Regions from separate parts of the Anser cygnoides genome. Here region 1 is linked to region 2. The links are chromatin contacts, called in public Hi-C maps. All regions are on one chromosome and are shown on one strand. Each heading gives the region's core, a stretch centred on a gene start, on an enhancer-like site or on the middle of the called end of the contact. The rest is flanking DNA. Distances are from core to core; before and after follow the strand shown.

Region 1 (6,057 bases), core at 2,151-4,650, 530 kb after region 2:
GGGTAAGTGACGGAGGTTTGGGGAATACAGGAATGAGGACTGCTTGAGCTGACTCTGCAGCTCTGAAATAAAGTAACACGCAGTTAATGCATGCTGCCATCTTGTGGCTCCTGCTTGGAAAGTTTTTAAAATCCTGCAAAGTGTCCAAATAATCAGAATCTGTCATGCAGTATTAGGAAGTAATGGAGCAGTTCTCTAGAGTCAGTGGCACAGAAGATTTTTGTGTGTTTTCCTAGACAGTGATCTGTTTGAAATCATAAAGTGAGTTGCCATTTTTCTTAGCCTTTCGTGGTAACGGGAACTAAAAGTTGGAGGTGCACCATATGTGTTTATGTATAATCTTCAGTGTTATTTTATTTTTTATGGAGAACTGACATCACTCAATGTGCAGTTACAGAAATTTGTATGCATTTTAACAGTTCATAGACAGAAAATGGGATTTACATGAAAATCTGTGTATAGTGTTCGTTTATTTATTAAGTAGACCTGGAGCATAAGTAAAATCAAGGATGAGAAGTCTCACCAAAGTCTGCCAAGGGCTGTATTCACCCCTGATGTCACAAAAGAAGAAACAACAAGGGCGATCAGGAGGGTGAGTTGCTTAACACGCCTCACTTTAAACATTCAGGAGGTGAACATGGTGCTACTGCATAATAAATGTTTGTAACTGAGCTTAATACTTCCATGAACTCTTTGGCAGCATTTGCATTTCACTTGACCGTGCTTTTGAACTGCTCTAGGGTTTTTTTGTTTGCTTTTTTTCCTCCCAGGAGCCAGGATTGTTTATGCTAATGTCTCAAATTTCTTATGTCTGTGGATGACTCCTGATTCCCTTAGTCACTACACTCCCTGCTGCAGCCCCAGGCAGGGACTTCTGGAGGCATTGCTTCCTGGCATCTCCGTGAGTTTATCCAAATCTCCTTTCAGGGCATTGCCTGTCTTTAACTAACCATTGACTGTTGTTAAAAGCCATGTGCTTCCGTGGATGTATCGACATTGTAATTGAATTGTTAAGGCTGAGATCTTACTGAAGTGCGTCTCTAAGATAATTTCCTGTTCTTTATTTTCTTACTCAAATACTCTTGCTTTCAGGAAACCTTAAGGTTTCCCTGCCTAGACTGTGTGTATATATCTCTATATAGAGATGTTCACTTCCCCTTTACATCCATATGCATATTGTAGTAAGTGTTTTGTGTGCTTAAATTTTTTCCTTGGCAGTACCAGTATAGCACACTGCTGCTCATTCTTCTGATGTTCACTGAGAACATTACAGACAACAGACGGTCCCTTTTATTTGCCACTGGCTGAAGGGAGAGTTTCTGTTGCAAAGCTTTGATGTTGCAGATGCTTTTGAATCCTATTTCTCTCTGTTGATTCATCTTAATAGTTGTCAGTGATTTCTTTTTTTCCTTGTAATTTCTCAGCTCCTTTGGTAGATAGTGTGTTGGACTGTGCTACATGGCTTGCATGGCCAAATGAGGCTTACTTTTTTTTTTCTGGGTTTCTATTTCAGCCTTACAGCTTGGTTTCTTTAAGGCTGCCTAGCTCAGAGCTTGCTTCTCGAGCCAAGGAAGTGTGCCTTTGGTGGCAGGAACCTCTAATAAATGAATAACCACAATTCTCCCTTTGTAGCAGTGGGATTAGTTTATATCTCTAAGCCCGCAGGACAAATGCTTTTTGCTTTGTCATGATCCCTTAATATAAAAAATACTTGTTATGGCTGACAACCCGTCCTTTCAGTAGTCTCGGTAAGCACTGCAAATGAGCAGATCAGCATTTCCCTTGGTCCTCCTCATATTAATAATGTACATGGGGGATAATCACAGGAACAGAAAGACCTGTTGGAAAAAACGTTCAGAAGGCCAAAATGTTTAATGTTTTATTTTTTTTCACTGTAGTTGTTAAAAAAAAAAAAAAAGCTCAAGAGAAGGAAGTGAGAGACTAGCACTGTTGGTAGTAACAACTAATAGTGAGATCTCAGCATAGAGAAAAAACATATTCAAGGGTGTTCTTGGGAAACTGGGTGGTCTCAGGCTGTCTGGGTGTCAGGAATTTTATTAAAGAGCTAGCTGAAGTGATTTCAGAATCATTTATGGTCTCTCTGACAAATTACGCTGGATAGGTGAGGAGCACCCGAGTGCCAAAAAGGTCATGCAGTCTCTAGAAATAATAGAGGGCCAAGGTAATTACAGATCAGTTTAATTATCCTTTGCAGAAGAAAAAAAAAAAGAAACAAAAGCAGTCTGGAAGGTGTTGGACAAGTAAAGCAAAGCAAAATAAAAGGTCTTCTTGCTATGGGAGAGGCAGTTCATGACAATATGCTAGGTCTTTTTGGCATAGTCGTACCTAATGCTGGCTCTAAATGAAACCGGGTACAAAACGGTTGGATGATGCTAAAATGATGTATTTCAGGTGATTGTCCCAGAAACGTTTCTTTCAGTCTTGGGTGGTAAATAAAGAATGGAGCTTCATGTACTGATTATGTGAAGCTAGTGCAGATTTGGTAGCTGGAGAATCTGTAGGTTATTGGGAGAGGAATACAGCTAGGGTTCAAACCTTGACAAATGGAGAAACTAGGAGGCCATACAACAAAGATAAAAGCAGGTTGCTTCACTTAGAGGGGAGAAAATCAGCTCTATAGGCAGCATCAGAGGGGCGGCTGTTCTGACAGTAGAAACTGCTGGTGTTTATACTGGGTCAGAAGCTAAACATGAGTCAACAAAACTTGTCCTGTTGTGAAAAAGCAAATATCGTGCTGGGGTGTAAACAGAAATGCAGACAGCAAAACACGTGTTGCAATCTCTTCGTTCCGCTCAGCGTGATGCGGTTTCGGCTACAGTACCTGAATCGGGGGCTGGAGCTGTGCCCTTGAAGAGAACGTGTGTGCTGCTGTAATTCCTCGATCTGTGCTTCTGGGCTGGCAAGAGCAAAACTGCTTGCCTGCTGCCTCATGACTTGGGTGTTGAATGATTCCCACTGAAACAGAGCTGTTTTCTCCTGCTTGAGAGCGGGGAAGGCAGGCTGATGCGAGAGTGCTCTGTGGGGAAATTGGGTTCCCTCTCTGGTGTCACGTGCTGCTTTCCCAAAGCTTGATTCCTGGCCTCTGCAGGGTTCATGAGGAGTGACCTGTTATGCTCTTGTCCTTTGGCAGTTAGTTTTTTATTTGGCCACTCGGCTGTCTTGTTTAGCAGATGTTGATGTTTTCCAAGAGGGCTATTGCATGCGTGGCTTCAAATAGTGTCGGGCAGTGTCTTTGCAAAGGCAGATGTGCTAGGTGTAAATTCCTGAAATACAGCCCAGTCTCTCTGGGTCACCTTGTTCGGGCATCTTTAGTCATGCATAGAGAGACTGCAGGCAGGATGTGCACAACCTGGCTAATAAATACAGCTTGATGGCTTTAACACGTCATCTGCTACACTCAGCATTAGTATGCGTCCACCCTCCTCTCCGTAAGCCATCCACAGAGTCTTCGCTGGCCACATAGGCATTGCCAGGAGGGAAAGGGTTGGTCTGGGTGCTCCCTGCAGCAGATCCCTAGTGGAACAGGCAGATCCCATTGCTGTTTTTCACCTCCGTGATTACTTCCTATAGAATTTTCAACGTTTGTGTTTTTCCTCTTGACTGAGCTACTGACTTTCGCTGTTGTAACAGTCCTGTAACTGTTTTATCTTGCATAGCTCTGTTTTATGGCTTTTCCCACAGCTTAACAATTTCCTCCCCCAATTTTAGAGAGCTGGGCTGCGTTGAAGCTAGGTCATTGGACACTGTTGAACCTCTTCAAGGAGAGGCAGAAGGCTACAGAGGATTACACCATCCCCGATCCTGGAGGCAGTGTTTCTGAAGACTAAACAGCTAGCAGTGTTGATGTGAGTGATGGGTTAGGTGGCAGGGGAGGGAATAGGTAAGAGCCAACCTCAAGCACCAGATCCAGCCCCATCCCACTGCTGGTGTTGGGTCTGAGGCCGCATTGCCTGCCTTCCTAGTCCCACAGGAGACAGATCTTCCAAACTCCTGGCTGCTTAAAAGGGACTTTGTTGCCTCACAGTGTGGTTCTGGGTTTTGCTGGGCTGCAGTGCTAGACATCTGAAAGAGGAATTAATCTGCAGGTGCTTAGTTGGAGCTAGCATGTGGCTTTCCAGGCACGCAAGCCAGTTCTCAGGGTCAAATGGCTGGACTGTGCTGATTGATCTTAGCCAGTGTCATGAGAACATCTAAACGCAACACTCTGGGCACCGAAGGGGGATGACTTGGCAAAGAACAAGAGGCCCAAGAAACAAATGGTACCCAGATCGCACCATCTTTCACAGAGGGCAAAGGCATGCACGTCTCCTCTGCAAGCACACCGCTTCTTAAACAGGGGCTCAGCAGTTTTCCCAGATGTTAGCTCACTAACAAAAGGGCTAAACAAACAGCAACAGATGGCAAGTCCCCTGTTGTTGTGCACCGCAAAGCCAGATGATGACTCCAAAATGCATTTTGCAGAGTTGCTGCTCGCAGTGGGTTAGTTTGAACGAGCAATGAGCTACAGCCAGAGGAAATGAGAGAGCAGCAGGAACATTGTTATATCCTTCTCAGCTGTGATTAGGAAAGAGTACTGGAAGATGATGGCTCTCCTCTGGGCTCTGTGTGTTAACACTGCAGCAAGGGTAAATACAGAATTAATGGGAGGGTTGGTTTTTTTTAAGACTTTCTCCAGAAACTCTTTACAAAGAGTATTGCTCCCAGGAGCATTTACATTAGAAGAGACAGAGGTTATTTTGAGAGTCCTTTCCCAAAAGAGCTCTCTGTTATGTGATGTTCTAGCTAGAAAGACCTTCTCCAGAGGGTCTGATGCCTTTGTTGTTGATGCCTTTGTTCAGTACTGCCCCTGGCTTGGACTCTGCTTAAAGACAGTGAAAACCCTGGCTCGCCAACCTCTCTGGAAATAATTCCCTGCTACTTTCAGGTAGGTGTCCAGGAACACGGCCCCAAGATCAGGGACAAGTGGCTACACAAGCAGTTAAAATTCAATGCTTTTTGTCTTGGTTTCCCTATGAGAGCAAATTTACATTTCCTTCCATTTTCAAGGTCTGTTAGTCACTCTGGCTTTACCAGAGTCCCAGGGTCACAAACTCAAAGCCATAGAAATAGCACTATTATGCAGTTTCCCACCGATGCCAGCACTACCCTGTAGCAATATCTGGAGCTAAAAGACCTTTCGGTGTGTGGGACATCTGAAAGACACCTGAATGACTAGCTCTGTTAATATTTCCATGTCATTCCATGACACAATTCAAGTATGGCAGTGTGTGTGTGTATAAGGGGAGAGAACTGTTGTGGGTAGGTGGACTATCAGTGAAGCTGTCTGGCCCCTGCAGGAACCGGGATTTCTGCGGTGGATCCAAGCCATCAGATTTTACATCCAGGAGCTGCTAATGTCAGTAATGGCATTTCTCCAGCCGCCTGCTTCGAAAGATGCCTGGGTTTTGTTTATGCACAAGGGACTCGTGTTTTGTGAGTGCCCCATCCACCACAGGGGATGTCTCTGTGAGCAGAGGCCCGGCACTAATGCCATCCTGCATGGCTGTGAATGAATTCACCCTTTATTCAGCATTACCCACCCCTGCTGAGCTGCGAGCTCTGCACTGCGCGCAGGCATACACGGACGCTGCCGTTTGCAGTGCTTGTTCAGCCGGGCTTCCACACCCCGGTGCCTCTAATCCTGGACAAAACCTGGGCCACGGAGGAGAAAACACAATGAGACTTCTATTCTTAGCCTGCAAGGCCTCAGAGCTGGTTCTCTGGGGTGTAGGGTGATGAATATGCAGTTGCTGGAGCTCTTGACAAAGCAGGGTGAGTAGCGGTGTTTGTCGTTAGTGCTGTACATATGCTCCTCTCTCATTGGATCTGTAACCTTCACTGCAGCTTTTCACAGTTACATAAATATGGCCTATTTTCCCTGCGAATTAACATCTTGCCTGCTAAGTTTAGGCTTTCACATGCATACAAAACAAGCCATCTGATTTTTCACATGCAGCTGGAGTCCTGGCTCAACTGGGAGAAGCGGTCCCTGCCCGT
Region 2 (5,757 bases), core at 1,117-3,616:
CCTTTCACACATTGTCTTTCCTGGTTCCCCTTCAAAGGGCTGTTGTGAGTCTGTGTTGGAGCAAGAAATTAACTCGTTAGTAATTTATGCATCATTTCCTCCAGCCACATGTATTTAGGGCAAGATCAATAAAATATAATAAGGAAGCGGGTGGGTATTGCCACTGCGGGGCTGAAATAATTCCTTTGGTATCACTGTAAATCCTTCCCTCACATATGAAAACCTGCAGTCCTGTCCATCATTAGCTTATTTTGCTGGGCTGTATCATCAGGACATTGATTCAGCTCCTTTGTGTGCTCGCAGGCAGAGTTCGCGTCCCTGCTACTCCTGCTCACAGCCACACAAAGTGCTCTGCGTGGAGGTTTCTGATTTTGAGGGAGCAGTGTTTCATAGCAGCCTTTCTTCTGGCTCCTGTCGCATATTAAAGCCGTGTCACCTAACACCGCAGCCTGATTTCTGGGGTGGCTCCGCTCTCTGGCATCTGCTGCTGTATGTTTGGTCTGAGGAAGGGGAAGGGAACATGAGAGGGATCCGGGCGCAGCAGCTCAGGGCAGGGAAGTCTTGCAGTCTGTGGGCACTGGGGCAGCAAACCGGAGTGCATCTGCAAGGTCAGTGGTAGGGCTGAGAGGACCTGGAGCCCTGCACTACTGCTCTGGGTGCTGGACGGTCCTTCCCGGGTAAAAGAAAGGGGAGTTTGGCTCCATCTCACCCATGGCAGTTTAAGGATGGAAGAGGGGAAATGCCTGTTGTGAGAAGAGACAGCAGACAGCTTTCGGGGTTTCTCTGGTTCCTAGAGAGGCCCAGAGCTGATGCCACAGGGTGCCTCGTCTTTCCATGTCTCTTTTCTCACGTCCTGGCTCCAATCTGGACATCCCTACAGGGTTTCACGTCCATGAGAACATGAATTTGGGGAATTTGCTGCCTTTTCAGATTAGGAGTTCCCTGAATATGCAAGCAAAGTCAAACCAGCACTTTGACATCCCTGCTAGCTCTGTCTGCCTGGACTCCCTGGGGCTGTTTCTCCTGTGGGAGATGTCCCAGTGGTTGGCACTGATGTGGAAGAGGCTTTGTGGTCCACCTTGGCTTTAGCAATGCTCTGTTTGATGATCTGAGGGGATGACAGCAATGCAGGGCCTCTGGTTTCTGAAAGCCTCTGGAAGGAGAAGTCTCAAGATCACTTTGCACTCTGGGACCTGCGTGCTTTGTTGCTGTAAATATGGAGAAATCCAGGAGAGGGAGGGGTTTACAAACCCCTCACAGCTCTGACTCATCCCCCAGAGGAATATTCTCGGTGCGGTGTGCTGGGCCGGGCAGCACACGGCGTACGGGATGGGGCAGCACAGTCGGTGCAATCCTGCCCTCCGCAACCCCGGCGATGTTGACACAGCCTGGAGGGGAGCACAGAGGAGATGAGTTCCCGAGATTATCAGTGCAGACAGGGGAGAGGAATGTTGTTTGCTTGTAGCTCCTCTCCATCTGCTCGTAGCTCCTCTCCATCAGGACTAGCAAAATCGAAACGCGGAGGGAAGATGCAGGCAGACGCCCACGCAGGGTTTGAGAGTGTAACAGAGATAAGCAGGCACAGAGACAGAGCCAGGGGCTCAAACTTCAGCACAAGAAAAACTGGTTGCAGCACAGGCTGGTTGTCTTCTGAAAGCCTTCTGGAGACAAGGGTCTGTCCAGGTCACCTGTACACAGCCAAGGACATGGCGCAGGAATGCATGTAGGACATTTCTCCCCTGTCACCTGCCCCCACAGTCCTCAGACAGCTTCTCTGAGGCAAAAGCCAGCTATGCCTGGTCTCCCCCGGAGTCCAGCAGCAAGGTGGCTAGCACCATTACTTTCCTAACTGCAAAGTTTTTTATCTTGTAGAGTGAGGATGTTTGCAGATGGGAGAAAAAAGGGCACCTGGCAGAGAGAAAAGAAGAGAGGAGGAGGAAAGCAGAACCGAGATGGGCGACTTATGGAGCTGTGATAAGAGTTCAAAGGACAGCAGCTATCGCAGTCTGAAGTCAGACAGGCTGGGTACAACCCAAGGCTGCTCATGATGGGATGACAGTTGTTTGCTTGGTTTTCTTCCATCAGAAGCCAGGTTTAGAAAAGGAATTGCTTCCAGGAGGCAAATTCTCAGCAGAGCTGCTTTGGACCATCTCCTTTGTGTCGCGCAGCCTTTCGCAGCCAGCCCTCCCCCCGGCATTGCAACACCTCCTGTTGTCCAAAGGGACAGGAGCCCAAGAGCAAACACAGGAAACCCCAGCCCTGGTCAAGGTCTGGGAGGTAAATTTGTAACTTAGGACAGATCGTGAGGATGCTGCTGTGTCATGCACAAACACTCCTTTCTTTCTGATCCTCTCCTTCTCCAACAGCCCAGCGTGGATGGGAGAGCTGATCCCAAACCTCCCTTCATGGTTGAGTCCTCTGAAGAGCCAGGACGCAGGTTGGAAATGCAGCCGGGCACGCAGGCTCCTTATTCCCTGGAGACGGGCTCCTTCCCTCACTTCTGTAAGTCCTTGCTTTGTCCTCGTGCGAATAGGTCGTGCTGAGCTGCAATGCGGGATGCCAGCTGGGCTGAGCCTCAATGGGAATTTAATTCAGGTGCAGGTTTTGGAAAGAAACCGCTCTACTGCTCTCTCCTGTTCCTTCAGCAATAGTTTCTTCTTGAGCTTGACGAGGAGAGGTACAGTTCTGATAGCAGGTGTAGGGGACTTGTCTTTGTGAGGCGCAGCCACGTGGATCTGCAGGAAAGTCAGTCTCAAGGATGGTGGGAGGGCTGGAGGTCAGGGCTTTCAAAGAAAGGCTGAGCAGCTACTGCTGCTCAGTGAGGAGAGGAGAGAGGAGCAGCAGAAGTCTTCAACACCAGGGGCAAGTTATAAAATGATGAACTTCTGATGTAGGAGGGAAGAAACAGGTTAGGCACTGGGAAGAACTATTTAACGGAGTGGAGGAGATATGAAGGGACAGCTGGGCTGGGGAGGAGGTGGCAGCTCCATCACTGACCGCCCCATGTCCTGATTTGGGGAGGAAGATGGGTGAGAGGAGCTTACCAGGTCCCTTCCAGACCTGTTTTCTGTGAGTCTGTGCTTTCCTCCTGAAGTGGAGGGCATTCAGGGTGTGGAAAGGGACACTGCACGTAGGGTTGAGGCCTGCAACGGCTCATATTAAAGGAGTTGTGGGGATCAGCTCATAAAGGTTAATAAAGGATGGGTGGAAGTTAAGCGTAAAGTTAGTCATGAATTTTCTTTGAGAATAAGTCTTTTAACAAAGGGCTGTTTCTCCAAAAACTGAAAGTCTCCTTGGATAAATATTTGGTCAAATGTATTTAATATGTGTGTGCATATATACATATACATTTCCATATATATGTGTATGTATGGAGAGAGAGAGAATTGATGTTGAGAATTCCACTAGAAATTGTCAAAATAATCTTGTTCATTTCAGATTTGTTTGAACCTAGTTTGTGTTTCGAACTGACCCAATGTATTTCACTACCTCCACTGCATGTGAGCTCTTTACGGTATATGTACAACCATATCCTGAGCACGGGGAATATATTGAGTTGCCTTTATATATTTCCAAGTCACATAAGATTTAAAACAGCAATGTCTCTTGCTTCTTGCTTAGTAAATATATGTCATGTATCCGTATCGATATGGAATTTAATTAGCATCAGATGATACATTGTTCGGATGATTCCTGTCTATCGGGTAAGCCAGTGGCACAACGCTGGAATCGATTTTCCTGGCCGTTAATAACAGCTGCAGCAGCAGGTGGACGCACTGTTTCGCCCAGGAATTATGGGGTGCTGCAAATAACCCCGATGTGGTGCAGCAGATAGGTGGGGGGTGCTGCTGGTGCTGCCACCCGTGTGCTCGGGCATGCAGTGAGTGCCCCAACCGAGGGCAGCCCGGTGCCAAGGCATCATCAGCCAGTCTCTTTGCACTACAGGGCTGAATCCTGGGAATCCAAACCCAAAGCTGGCCTGGGTGGGGATTGCCCCCAAAAGTCCAGGCAGAGCACAGCTGCCCTAGGTTTATCAGCTGCCTGCATGCCCCGCTGTCACCTACCTTTGCTAATGTCTGCCCTGAAGGTTTTAGCACCATCGTCTGCAAGGTGAGCCAGGAAAGAAACCAGATGTGTTCCTTCTGTCGAGCTTCCTGCCCTGCCTGGGACAGGGCTTGGCACCCTGTGACCTGCATGGCCTGAATCCATCAGTTTTGCAAGATTCCCTGCCTTTTTACGGGGGTGATTCACTGTATACTTGAGAAACTGCAAGTATATTCCTGGGTGCTGACGGCTCCGTTTCTTACGGAACCCTGGACAAATAGGTGTGCGTGTAAGTGAAGGACAGGGAGCGGTGTCCAAGGCTCAGAGACCTAAAGAGCTGATTTGTATCATGAGAGCCAGAAAGCCCTCAATCCCACTGGCCTGCTCTCATCCCTTGGGATGAAGGAAGCCTGCCTGGTGCTCGGCCCCAGTCCCAGTCTCAGGCTTTATCCCCAGCCCCTGTTGTCAGAAAACGAGCCATGAAGGATTCGTCACTGGCTACAGCCAACAGAGCCCAGAGTTGAAGTCTTGCGTGCGCTGCCAAAAACAGCTTGCAGGTACTCACAGGTTGGCCCCTTCCACTCTGCATCTGTCAATAAAGTGCGTGTCCTCCCCCCCCCGACTTTTCCCAGCTGACCTTTTGAAGCACGGCTGCGGGTTCTGCCCCCTCTCCCCTTTGACAGCTCTGAAAATTCACCCTGAACTTTGTGGTGATGACTGGTTTATGGCAGGGACCAGCAGCCTTCCCTGGGTGCAGGGCTGGCCTGCCTTTGTCTTCCTTAAAGCTGAACTCACGCATGCCTGAAAACACTTCAGGGAGATGCTGCCTGTTCAGGGGACAAAAGGGTCCTCTTCAGCTGGTGAAGCTTGGAGCTGGCTTTTGCATGAGGAAGAAACTTCTGCGTTGAAGTTTGGGAGCCAGGAGATCACTGCTGACTGAAATAAAAGGAGCAAATGCTGCTGCTGCTACTTTCCTGTAGTTCTGGTGACCTTCTGGAGAGAAAACTTATTGCTTGACCTGTTCCTTGCAGCAGAGAGGGAACAGTAAAAGTCCTTTAATTCACTTATGAGGAGCAGGTTTCTCCTAGGCTGGACCTAGAGTGATGTAGTAGGGACTCCTGCAGTAGGAAGGGGGCATTTCTGTGAGAGTTTCTTGCAGGTATTTTGAGCCTTGATCTACTCCAGCTGGCAGCTCAGGGTGGGCCTCCCAAGGGCTTTTTTACCCAGAGAAGAAGATGAGAGGGTGGTTTGGAGGTAGAGTTTCCTTCTGCTGTGGTGTCTCTGCTTGGTTTCTCTCCTTGCTCCCACTGCAGTGGCTAGCTGGGGCAATTCAGAAGCTGAGCTGGAAGTCCTCACTGTGTGCCCTGTGCGACGCCTGGCTCTGCTCTTCTTGAGAGTCTTTTGCTTGTGCTGAGCAGCATCTTTCAAGTAGGTTCCCTTGGGAAAGGGGCAAGATGGGGTAGTAGGGTGGTACCTTGTGGCCCATCCACATGTGTGACAGCAAGGGTAGAGAGGAAATTTCTGGGAAACAGCAATATTACAAAAAAATGAGAGCAAAACTGGAAATGCCAGGATGGAGAGGCTCAGTCTGGCATAGTGACGTGTTGCTGGGCCCTGCTTTCTCCAGAAGCATTGATGGATCCTGAAGGAGACATTTTGGGGCCAGGTATGGGGTTGTCTGTTACCTGAGAGCAGAGTCAGAAGTGATGGCCA

The links. Hi-C and Micro-C count contacts between places; a contact is called where the count stands out from the background.
Region 1: a Hi-C map of liver shows a contact between it and region 2, with 1.6 times the contacts expected there. The contact joins the enhancer-like site here to the promoter of RXRG in region 2. A contact is called at or near these places in 2 of 7 Hi-C or Micro-C datasets (both in liver).

What each region holds. Positions count from the first base shown.
Region 1 is chr8:11,698,386-11,704,442 of Taihu_goose_T2T_genome, forward strand. RGS8 (regulator of G protein signaling 8) reads left to right here. Exons shown (of 14, transcript XR_010833128.1): 3 at 3,730-3,866; 4 at 4,860-4,945; 5 at 6,017-6,057. Among named protein-coding and RNA genes, the nearest start is that of RGS8, 10 kb to the left of the region's middle. Within about 2 kb of position 3,401, at least 2 of the 3 cell types and tissues checked have open chromatin away from gene starts, as enhancers often do. A contact at or near this core is called in liver, where this site is marked.
Region 2 is chr8:11,171,207-11,176,963 of Taihu_goose_T2T_genome, forward strand. It overlaps RXRG (retinoid X receptor gamma), which reads left to right and starts at 2,367. Exons shown (of 10, transcript XM_013190163.3): 1 at 2,367-2,502. The coding sequence starts at 2,406.